Linked DNA regions of Mus musculus: region 2 is linked to region 1. The links are chromatin contacts, called in public Hi-C maps. All regions are on one chromosome and are shown on one strand. The core of a region is the stretch at or near the end of the contact, and the rest is flanking DNA. Distances in the headings are between cores, read along the strand shown.

The links. Hi-C and Micro-C count contacts between places; a contact is called where the count stands out from the background.
Region 2: a Hi-C map of the HPC-5 cell line shows a contact between it and region 1, with 3 times the contacts expected there. The contact joins the promoter of 9430069I07Rik here to the enhancer-like site in region 1. A contact is called at or near these places in 2 of 484 Hi-C or Micro-C datasets (the HPC-5 cell line and the N1E-115 cell line), 1 of 115 datasets of contacts at active chromatin or transcription factors (embryonic stem cells) and 1 of 9 other capture datasets (liver).

The regions. Positions count from the first base shown.
Region 1 is chr15:34,045,119-34,050,802 of GRCm38.p6, reverse strand. No RefSeq gene overlaps it. Among named protein-coding and RNA genes, the nearest start is that of Gm41290, 10 kb to the right of the region's middle. Within about 2 kb of position 4,187, at least 197 of the 459 cell types and tissues checked have an H3K27ac peak or open chromatin away from gene starts, as enhancers often do. A contact at or near this core is called in the HPC-5 cell line and liver, where this site is marked.
Region 2 is chr15:34,353,775-34,359,163 of GRCm38.p6, reverse strand. It overlaps 9430069I07Rik (RIKEN cDNA 9430069I07 gene), which reads left to right and starts at 1,292. Exons shown (of 4, transcript NM_001256161.1): 1 at 1,292-1,390; 2 at 2,731-2,814; 3 at 3,532-3,622. The coding sequence starts at 2,743. Matn2 (matrilin 2) reads right to left here. Exons shown (of 19, transcript NM_001358780.1): 4 at 3,479-3,601.

The DNA of each region.
Region 1 (5,684 bases), core at 2,938-5,437:
GATAGACCTCTTAAGCATAGTAATTTAAATGTAAAACATAATGTTTTATATCACAGGTTCATGACTATTTCCCCTCTCAGCACTGAGACCCCATCTGGCTTAGATCCTTGCATACCCTGTGCATCCTGTGCATTCACATGGGCTTCAGCTTTGCTGTCTCTGGAAGGTTCTGTTTCCTTGGTGTGTTCCATCCCCTCTGGCTCTTACAATCTTCCATAGAGTTCCCTGAGTCCTGAGAAAGACAATTTGATGTAGACATCTCATTTAGGATCGGATGGTCCAAGATGTCTCACTCTCTGCACATCATCTAGTTGTGGGTCTTTGTGTTTGGTCTTATCTACTGCAGGAGGAACCTTCTCTGATGATGGCTGTGCAGAATACTGATCTATGAGTACAGCAGAGTGTAAGAGTCAACCTCAAAGCCTGTTTCCGGTGACACAGCTCCTCTAGTAAGACCACATCCTCTCATTCTCCCCAAAGGGCTACCATCTGGGGACTAAGCATTCAAACACAGACATATGGGCCTGTTCTCATTCAAACGCCACATTCCCTTTCTCTAAGAATAAAATTAGATGTTTAAAAAAAAATCACTTTTTAAACTGCTAAATATTTTATCTCTGCTGCCTTAAAAACCTTTCAAATATTTCTCTCTGTTTCCTGAAAGAGTGAAAAATTAAATTGATCTGGTCTCTACTACACTCTGGGAGTGATTTTCTCCCACAGCAGAATGTTCAAGGAGATAACAATTTTCAACTTCAAAGCTATATTTCAAGTCGGAGTTAGTGTCTGAAACTCCAGATTGAAGCAGAGTGATAGTGAGAGCTTTGCTGAGCTACGTGCAGGGAAAAGGTAGGATTGGCCTTAATCAGACCAGGGATGAACTTCAGGTCAAGTTCAAGAACTTGGTAATAATTTATTCTCAGCTGAGCTAATTGTTTCTGAAAAGTCTCCTTTCATATCTCAAACTGGCTTCGGTCTTTGGGAGACCTTGTGATTTGGGGTTGATGGTGCTCCTCATCAACCTTATCTGGTAGTTCTACAATTATAAACACCCCAGGGCTCATGTCCGTCTGGCCAATGTGTAGTAGACATTTCCGTCCCATCCAGATGGTCTTCCTGGCAGGCCAGCTGGGCCTGTGCCAACGTCCTGTGATGGCTTCTCGAATTGTATCAACCTTCATACATCATGAATCTAAGAGGCAGTCTGTTCTCTATTGTTAAAATTTTCCTATTCAAATTCATATTCCCTTAAGGACCATTTGTCTTTTGGCCTATCTACAAGCAATTTGCCTTTGTTTTCAGTTCTTGAAAGGCTCAATATTCCTTTTTCTGCCTCCCAAGTGCTGGGATTAAAGGCATGTGCCACCACACCCGGTTTGGAATTTTATTTCTTTATACCTCTATTTACTTAGTGGTTTCTTAGCACCTGAGAGTAATCCTCTTTATTCTTAGGTTTGCTCCTTCAGTGCAAAGACTTCAGTTTTAACCCCGAATCCTCCTGACCTAAACCAAAAAGCATTCCCAAGTATCAGCAGGTATCAGAACACTGAGACTGTTATTGGATTTCTCTCCTCTCTCTCTCTCTCTCTCTCTCTCTCTCTCTCTCTCTCTCTCTCTCTCTCACTCTCACAGTCGCACATGCACACACCACACACACACACACACACACACACACACACACGTACGCACATCTCAGAAATTGTTCCATCATGAGATAGGATGTCTTTCACCACATAGCCCAGGTTGATCTCAGACTTATGATTTTTCTTGTAGTTTTCCCATGTCTGCCTTCTGGAACTGTAGACACATACCCTGTTCAAAATCATTTAAATCATTTTTGGTCATTAAGATGTATATCCATGCAGGCTGGAGAGATGGCTCAAAGGTTAAAAGCACTGGCTACTCTTCTGGAGGAGCTGGGTTCAATTCCCAGCACTCTCACGGCAGCTCATACCTGGCTGTAGCTCCAATTCTAGGATATCTGGCACCATCAAACATACATTTAGGCAAAACACCAAAGCACATAAAATATAATATAATAAAATAAAATAAAAAAGATGTGTACCCAATGCAAGGCTAATGTTAATATACATATGTATAACTTGTAAAGAGAAATGCTTCTGTGTCCACACTGTTGATAATTGGTCTTGGTTTATATAGAGAACCCAGTAAAAATTATATCACTGTGAATAATAGCAACATTATCTTTTTTTTTTCACAAACCCCATAGAAAAAAGTCCAACCAGAAGATTGCTCACATAGAAGAAACAAAGGTAGCGAGAGGATCTCTCACATTGGAGTTTGTAGTTCTCATCCATCCAGGGAACCAGCTAAGCCAGTTTGGTCACCATCCCAACCAGGAATTACTTGTTCACTTCCATTTCAGTGTCAAGGACATGACCTTCCTTCAGATGCAACGTTCTCTGTCTCCATCTCAAGCTGTCCTCAGGCAGCTGCCTTAAAACCTGCATTCTCCAGGAAGCTTGTCTGACCAACTCCACTGGCCTAGGATCTTTTTCTGTACTCTACATTTCTCAACTTTAAGGTTGTCAGAATTAGCAAATATTAATACAGGATGCCCAGTTAAACCTTAGTTTCAGATACACAATGAAAACATGTTTTTAAAACATAGGGCCTCGGGAGACAGAGGCAGGTGGATTTCTGAGTTCGAGGCAAGCCTGGTCTACAAAGTGAGTTCCAGGACAGACAGGGCTATAGAGAAACCCTGTCTCGAAACAACAACAACAATAACAAAACCAAAAAAAAAAAAAAACATAGGGCATTCTTATTCTAAAAATTATTTCAAATATTAATAACTATTAATAGGATTCTATCTGGCCACTCAAATTTAAAGGTATTATAAAAAAATAATTACAGACCTTTGGTATTATGCTTGTTTATATGTTACCTCCAGCTTTTCTGAGAGTGATTGTTATTTCTGTGTTTTTCTAAGTAGATAATAAATGCTTTGAACTGTCTGTGGCAAAGCCCTCTTCCTCTATGCTACCAGTGCCATGAATAAATCTTTAACATGAGCTCCATGTTTATTTTCCTGACTGGAAGGAATTCTGTGAGGTGAACATAAAGCAATATAAGGTCTATTAAAGAGATTGTCAAATTAGAGGGTTATATGATGACTCAGCAGATAAAGGCACTTGCTGCTAAGTCTGATGACCTCAGTTCAAACCCTGGAACCTGAATGATTTGAAGAAGAGAGAGCACTCTTTCAAATTGTTCTCTGACCTTCTCCCCCACAAAGAGATAACAAATCAATGCTTTTTTTTTCCTCTTTTGATGGAGGATAATATTATGTAGCTCTAGCTGACTTGAAACTCAATATGTAGACCAGGTTGGCCTTAAACTAACTAGTAGGGAAATCTTTGCTCCTGGAGTGTTTCTGGGGTTAAAGGTTCACACCTATCCAGTATAAATGTGATTTTTTTTTTGTCAACATAACCTAAATTTCTAAGGTGTATTAGAGAAAATCAGAAGTTATGTTTTGCTACATTTTATGCATTACTAAATTCTGCCATTATCTTATCTGCACATTGTATTAATAGTAATTCATTTTAGGGGATTTCTTGTATTGGCTAAGGAAAAGTACAGCTGCTGTAGCAATTGTTGTAGATCCCTTTCATCATTCAGCAGATGCAAAAACTGCCCTGTGCTGTAGCCAGTGGCTGCTCTGCTGATTTCCCCATGCCAGCAGAACCCTGGCCTCTTTATTCCGGCAGAAGGGGGACAGACATTTCTGACTCAGTTCTGACAACTTGCCATGTGTTCACTTCCAAAGGTTAGGATGTAGTGGCCTCCTTCTGAGTGTCATCTGTTTGTTCTTAGCAACGAGAACAAGTGTTTAAAAAGAAATTGAGATAATATTCATATCAAGTTTATTCCAACAACTGAGTGGAGTGGGGTCAGGAGGAGCTGAAGCCAATACCACAAAGCTCAGAAGTTGGACAAGTTGAGTTTTCTTGGCAGGCCACTCTGTGGAGGTGGGGATTTTGAAACATGATTCTTGATTTCTGGAGGAACTTGCTAGTTGGGAAGGCAAGGCTCATGAGAGACAATGAAAAAGTAAGGGGCCGTCAGGGCGGGTGCAGGGACATTCTTTTATCTCAGCAGAGCAAAAAGGGAAATGGTGACAGAGAAGGGAGGAATGGTGTGTCTGGCGCAGTTAATCAGGGACTTCCTTGTTTTCAAACCTAGAGTAGTGTGGAGTGTTTGTGATGAGAAGAAAGGAAGTAGTGGGGTGGGAGGGATCCTGTTTTGTCCTATTTTTAGAGGGCTGGGAGGGGGAATACCCGACTCCCATGACTAGGGTGAAACCACACCACCGGCCTGGGCAGTGTGTGTGTGTGTGTGTGTGTGTGTGTGTGTGTGTGTGTGTGTGTATTGCAGTTAGGGGTGGGGCTCTGGGACAAAGGCTTACTCAAACTCTGAGTGTTAATGAAATCAGGAAAATGTGAAAAAGGAAAATTATTAGCTCTACTGTAGACTTCTATTTTAAAATAATAACTTATCTTCATTAAGTAAATGGCTCTAAGTAAAACTTCTTTGTTTACTCCCCCTTCCTCCTTCCCCTCTGCCCCCTCTGCCCCCTCTCCCCAGAGTTTGAGCATGTGGTGTTGAAAGGGTCAGCTTAAAAACTTTGGGAAGGTCATGAAACACTTGCCCCTTCAGAAGGGCGAGTCTAATTAACATTTTTCAGACAACAGGGCAGAACCGACCTGCAGGTGGGGACACATTTTGCAGGACAGACCATTGTCCACTTTCAGATGAGGGAAGTCCTTGTCACCTCATTCCCTAAAGACCAATCAATTTAAAGAGTGCACTGTTCAGCTAATCATATTGTGCCTAGTTGCTGATGCTCCATTCTGCCCCTGGAAACCATATAAAAACTTGCCGAATGGTTGCTAGGGGTCACAGTCTCTCCTTTGGGTCTGGGACAACCCTAGTGCACTGGAACAATAAATTCCTCTTGCTTTTTGCATCAATATTGGCTCTCCGTGGTTCACTCAGGGGGTCCCCAGTAAGGTAAGGCTCCCCGGAGTCTTACAGTGTGTGTGTGTGTGTGTGTGTGTGTGTGTGTGTGTGTGTGTGTGTGTGTGTTGCTGGGCTACAGATGTGCATCACTGCATCTGGCTCTAACACAGGTGATGGGATTATAACTCAGGTCCCCATGCTATCAAAGCAGTTACTTTCTGGACTTTATTTTTTTCTTAGAGACATGTAAGTCATTGTTCCGTACCTGTGCTTAGCGTCTGAATGTACAGCATCACCATCAGAATTTCCTCTGAAATGATCACAAAACTGTGTGCTACTATATTAACCAGATCTCAAAACAATTCCATATTTTTTCCTAGAGAGTTCTCATGTTCAAATACATACATACATACATTCATACATACTTATATATGTTACTTTTAAAAGGTAATGAGAGGTTAAGCATGGTAGTGCATACCTTTAATCTCAACAGAGGCAGGGGAATTTCTGTGAGTTTGAGGCTAGCCTGGTCTACAAAGTGAGTCTAGGAAAGCCAGGGCTAGTATACAGAGAAACCCTATTTTGAAATAATAAATAAAAGGCAATGAGATTACATACTATTGGTAGCTAAAAGCTACTGAGAGCTTGCTATACTATATGTCAGTATGTCAGATACTGTTCTTGGGCCCTTTCCTGGA
Region 2 (5,389 bases), core at 43-2,542, 310 kb before region 1:
AAAGTTCTCCATTTGCATGGGAAAGGGAGCTAGTACTTTGAGATGGATGTCCATGACACTCTGCGAATCTATGAATCACCTATGACTGTCCCCTCTCTCCACAAAAGCAGAGTATACATAGAAAGCAGCAAGGAAAGTATACTTTAATCTGTAATGTGTGTCTGTGTGGCAAGGCAGTGGCTCAGGGACCTTCCCACATTTTGTGTACAGCCAACGGCATGGAGGATTAACAGTCAGTGGGATGTTAATCAAATGGTGCGTAGCTGTGTCTCATTTCACCCAGGAGTCTTGTACTAGTGTCAGCAGGGAGGCAGCATGTAGACAGAGGTCTGGCTGGTTCAGCTTAGCCTTCACACAGCCATTGTCACCAAGGGCTCAGCACATGGATTGTCGTAGTTCAAACAGCGGTGTAAGTTCCCAGTGTTGTGATCATTGTTCCCATTTAGTGAGTGAGGAAACTGAGGGTCAAAGAGTTTAAGTAAGCAGGTCTGGCTGAGGCAGCCACAACCTGAAGATGATAATGTCAGGGTCCAAATTGAAACCTATGGACGACAATGGCCCTGTTAGTCTCACAAACCCCATTTCAGAAATTCAGTTGAGACAGTATGATTTGCTTCTGAGAAGGAAGTGTGCACCTTTACCTCTGGTGCTGAAGGTTCTGGTAATGGCTCAGGATAACTAGGCCTGGGCAGAAGACAAGGCTCAGCAGCCACATTTTTCCAAGTGTGTCTCCCCTAACTTCCCCTAACTTAGTGTTGGCTAGACACTTCCCCAAACCCTTACTGCCCAAGGTTATAGGACCTCAAAGGGCAGAAACAATCGGGCAGAAGCTCTCTGAAACTAAACCTGAAACCCCCAAACTCAAGAGGACAGAGGCTTCTAGTTTCACTCACTTAGTGAAACTAAGTGTCAAAAAAAGGAGGAGGGCTGGAGAGATAATTTAGAGACTAAGAACATGTATTGCTCTTGTCAAAGACCTGAGTTCAATTCACAGCACCCATATAAGGTGGCTCGCAACCACTCTAGATCACAGTGAAAATAATACCTTTGGCTTCTATGACACCTGTAATTATAAATAACAGTATGTTTTGGGGAGGTGAAGGAATGGGAGGAGGAGGAGTAAGAGGAGGAGGAGGAGTAAGAAGGGGAGGAGGAGCAAGAGGAGGAGGAGGAGTAAGAGGGGGAGGAGTAAGAGGAGGAGGAAGAGTAAGAGGAGGAGTAGTAAGAGGAAGAGAGAAGTAGGAAGAGGAAGCTGGAATGATGGCTCAGCATTAAGAGCACGGTTGTTCTTGCAGAGGACCCAAGTTTGGGTCTTAGAACCAACGTGGCAGCACATAACCATCTATAAATTCAGTTCCAGAAGATCTGACATCCTTTCTGGCCTCCACAGGTATGTGGTACATGCTGTGAACAGACGTTCATTCAGGTAAAACATGCATACACATAAAGTAAAATCAACATCTTTTTGTGAAAAAGGACAAACAAAGGGAGACACTGGATTGTAGAGTTGGAGTCTCCGAGGACTCTGGGAGTTGCTCTCTGATCCATTTGTCACTCTTGAATTTAAGAGCCTTTACTCTAGGCTTCTGTCCTTCCTTTAGTGGACTTCCCTATCCTGCACCTAGTTGCCTGTTCAAAGCCCAGGTAGCCTCTGCTTTGAGCTCTTTGATGCCACAGTGCTAGGCAGAGCTCTGCTTGGGTCCTTCCTTTTTTCCCTAAGCCTAGGCACTTCCCTCAGGATGAGAGGAGTCTGGGAATACCAGGCCTATGCTGGGCTGGGCAGGACTGACAAAGACTGCTTGTGAAATTGAAGGAAGAAAAGCTCTTTAGTTTAATTAGTTAATTAATTTATTTATTTATTGGTGTCAGAATTCATCTGGCATGGCTAAGCCAGCCCATAGAAAATAGGCACTGGCAGCTTCCCAGGCCCCAGCCAATCACCGGGCATGAGACACAGAGAATATTTTATGCTCCTCAAAGAGGAGAAAGCAGAAAAGGGGTGGGCATGATGGCTGAACACACCTGAAGAGGACAAGGTGAACAAGAGATGTGTGAGACTATTCTAGATGACCCTTCCAGACTCCCTGGCTTGTCAGCGAATTCTGTTAAACCTGTGAATATTTGCTGTGACTGACTTCTGCTGGGGAACCTGAGGGAGTGTCAAAGGTTCCAGGAGTCCTGGGGTCACAGAGGAGCCCCAGAACAGAGAATCAAGTTGACAGTGGGACAGGGAGGTCCTTCCATTAACTGCTCAGTGCTGAAAACAAGAAGTGAGACGAGAAGTGGAAACTGTGGTTTGGCTTTCTAAATGCAGTGCTAATTACAGACATTTGTGCAAACTGCTTTCCATTAGCGTTTAATTGCTCTCCGTGTGGTATTGTAACAATTTTGCATTGCATGAACTACACGTCAGACTTAGCTGAGTTCTCTTCGCTTCCTTGCAGCCAGTCTTCCCAGGCCTTGTGTGCTCAGTTGGGTTGTATGTGGTTAAAATAGTGGTTATAGTTACAACTTACAGAGAAGGAGAAGGAGGAGGACAAGGAGGAGGAAGAAGAGGATGGGCATACACTTACTATATGGTTAATTCCCGAAAGGCCAGGGTACCTCCTGCTGGCTTAAATATCAGTGTGTTGTCTAGTTTTGGGAACTGGGCCAGAGAAGAACACCATAAGTTCTAATAATTCTAATGCTTTATATCTGTTTGTCCTTTTTGTTTTCTTTTTAAATTAGGAGAACCATAAAATGTCTATCACTAAAGCAGCCGGATCCCTGCGTATCTCTAGGATGGGGCGTGCACAATGCTTGACTACTGAGGTCAATATCTCATCCTTAGTCCATGCTTTGGGAAGAAGATAAAAGAGAGAAATGGCTCCATAGGGCCCAGCTAATAAAGTCAGGGTGGGAAAGCTTCCACCAAGAGGCAGTAGATGTGAGAGGGACTGCTTCTCAAAGACAGCATCTCCACCAACCTTTCACACATTGCCTAGTGACCTACTATGAGCCAGGCTTAGGCACTGTGGTGGGTGAGGGGGTAATACCGGGAAATACAAAAGCTGTTTCCAGCTCTGAGGAGGTGGCAGGTAGGTTGGGAGAGGGACTATGGGTGAATAAGACACACCTAGCTAAAAAAATTTTGCACAGTTGTCAAGTTGGTTTAACTTACTGCTATTTTGCAGATATCTTCTTGTCATGTGAAAAGATAATGTTTGATAATGTTTGAAATGGTGCAGAAAGATAAACTCTCATATATATATATATATATATATTCTGCTTATGAGAGAAAGCATGTAGTATACTATGTCTTATTTTCTTATTTTGTTTGACATGATGCTTTTCAGTTCTATTCATTTTCTTCAAATGACATGATTATGTTCCTTATGGCTGAATAAAATTATAACACATGGGCATGCATTAAAAAAAAAAAGACACACCTAGCTAAAGAGCAAGCAACACTGACACATCAGCAAAGTGGCCTTACTTCTGCAAGTCTTCTGATCCGTGCTGAGAATGTACCCTTGCTTGCACTTGCAGATGTACGAGCCAGGTGTGTTGAGGCAGAAGTGGGCACAGTTGTGTTCCAAGACGCTGCACATGTGGACTGCTGCAAAGGAAGACAAAGAAGGTGGGTGAGCAGTGGCACCTTCCCTTAGCCTCAGTCTGTGCAGCAAATATGCATTGCGAGCATGTGAAGAAGAGGCTTGAACCCAAAGCGATAGAATCTGACGTCCCTTTCAGCAGGGAGGTTCTCTGTCTAAAGTTGACAGTCAGATAAATAAAGGACCACGTAAGGTGAAAGAGGAATGATGTTAGGGTGAACTATATGACATTGCTTATTCTGTATGGTTTTTGGCCTACAAATCCACAAATTCCAGGTTCATCTTAACACCTTTTGACAGGCAGAGAAGATCAGAGAAGTTTCTGATTCCAGAATGTCTTTAGTAAGAAGAAGCGTTGAGTAGGCAGAAGTGGAGTTGGAAGGAGAGCTACCCGTCAAATGAAGGTGTTAGAAGCCAACAGCCTCCCATGATCATAAATTCTAAGAACTACGTACTTTCAAGTCTGCATGAAGTATACAAAAATTCGGAATAACACTGTATTCAAATGTTTTATAATGTCATGATTTTTGTATCTCAATTTTAAATATTGCTGCATTTAGTTTCTGAAAGCATCTCAGCTTCAGATACATAGGTTCTTCTTCTTCTTCTTCTTCTTCTTCTTCTTCTTCTTCTTCTTCTTCTTCTTCTTCTTCTTCTTCTTCTTCTTCTTCTTCTTCTTCTTTTTTTCGAGACAGGGTTTCTCTGTGTAGCCCTGGCTGTCCTGGAACTCACTTTGTAGACCAGGCTGGCCTCGAACTCAGAAATCTGCCTGCCTCTGCCTCCCAAGTGCTGGGATTAAAGGCATGTGCCACCACCGCCCGGCCACATAGGTTCTTATTAAATCTATTTGGAGCTCTTGCAATTCTTGCTGTTTTTTAACATCTCAATTTATGACTTTAATCAATCTAGTACAAGTTGAGCATATTTAAAATTAACAGGCATCAGTGTGAACAGAACACATTATATAAGTGTTCTCATAAATAAAAGATGTCCAAGTGAGAAAATAGCTTTCTGAAGCTTATACAATAAAAGAGAAATGTAAGAGCAATCCTGTGTTTAGCCAGTAGGTAGGGAAACTCAGCTACTGATGGACTACTTTTGCATATACACGTCTCTGCATTTAAGTAAGGAATGTTGCAGCCAATGACTCTAACACAAGTTAGAGTCACTTGGGAAGAGGGAACCTTAGCTAAGAAACTGTCCCCACCAGTTTGGCCTGTGGAGTATTTTCTTACTGCTGATTGATCTGAGAGCCCATCTCTGTGGGTCATGCTACTCCTTGGCTGGTAGTCCTAGGTGGTGTAAGAAAGCAAGCTGTGCCAGGTGTGGTGGCTCACATCTTTAATCCCAGCACTCAGGAGGCAGAGGCAGGTGGATCTCTGGAAGTGTGAGGCCAGCCTATTCTACATAGTGAGTTCCAGGACAGCCAGAGCTATATAGTGAAATAACAACAAAGAAAGGAAAGAAGGAAGGAGGCAGGGAGGGAGAAAGAGGAGAGAGGGAGAGAAGGAGGAGGAGGAAAGGAAAGGAAAGGAAAGGGAAGGGAAGGGAAGGGAAGGGAAGGGAAGGGAAGGGAAGGGAAGGGAAGGGAAGGGAAGGAAAGGAAAGGAAAGGAAAGGAAAGGAAAGGAAAGGAAAGGAAAGGAAAGGAAAGGAAAGGAAAGGAAAGGAAAGGAAAGGAAAGGAGACAAGACGAGGAACAAGCCAGTAAGCATCATTGCTTCATGGCCCCTGCTTCCTTCCTGCCTCCAGGTTCCAGCCTTGACACCCCTCAGTGATGATTCTTGACCTGAG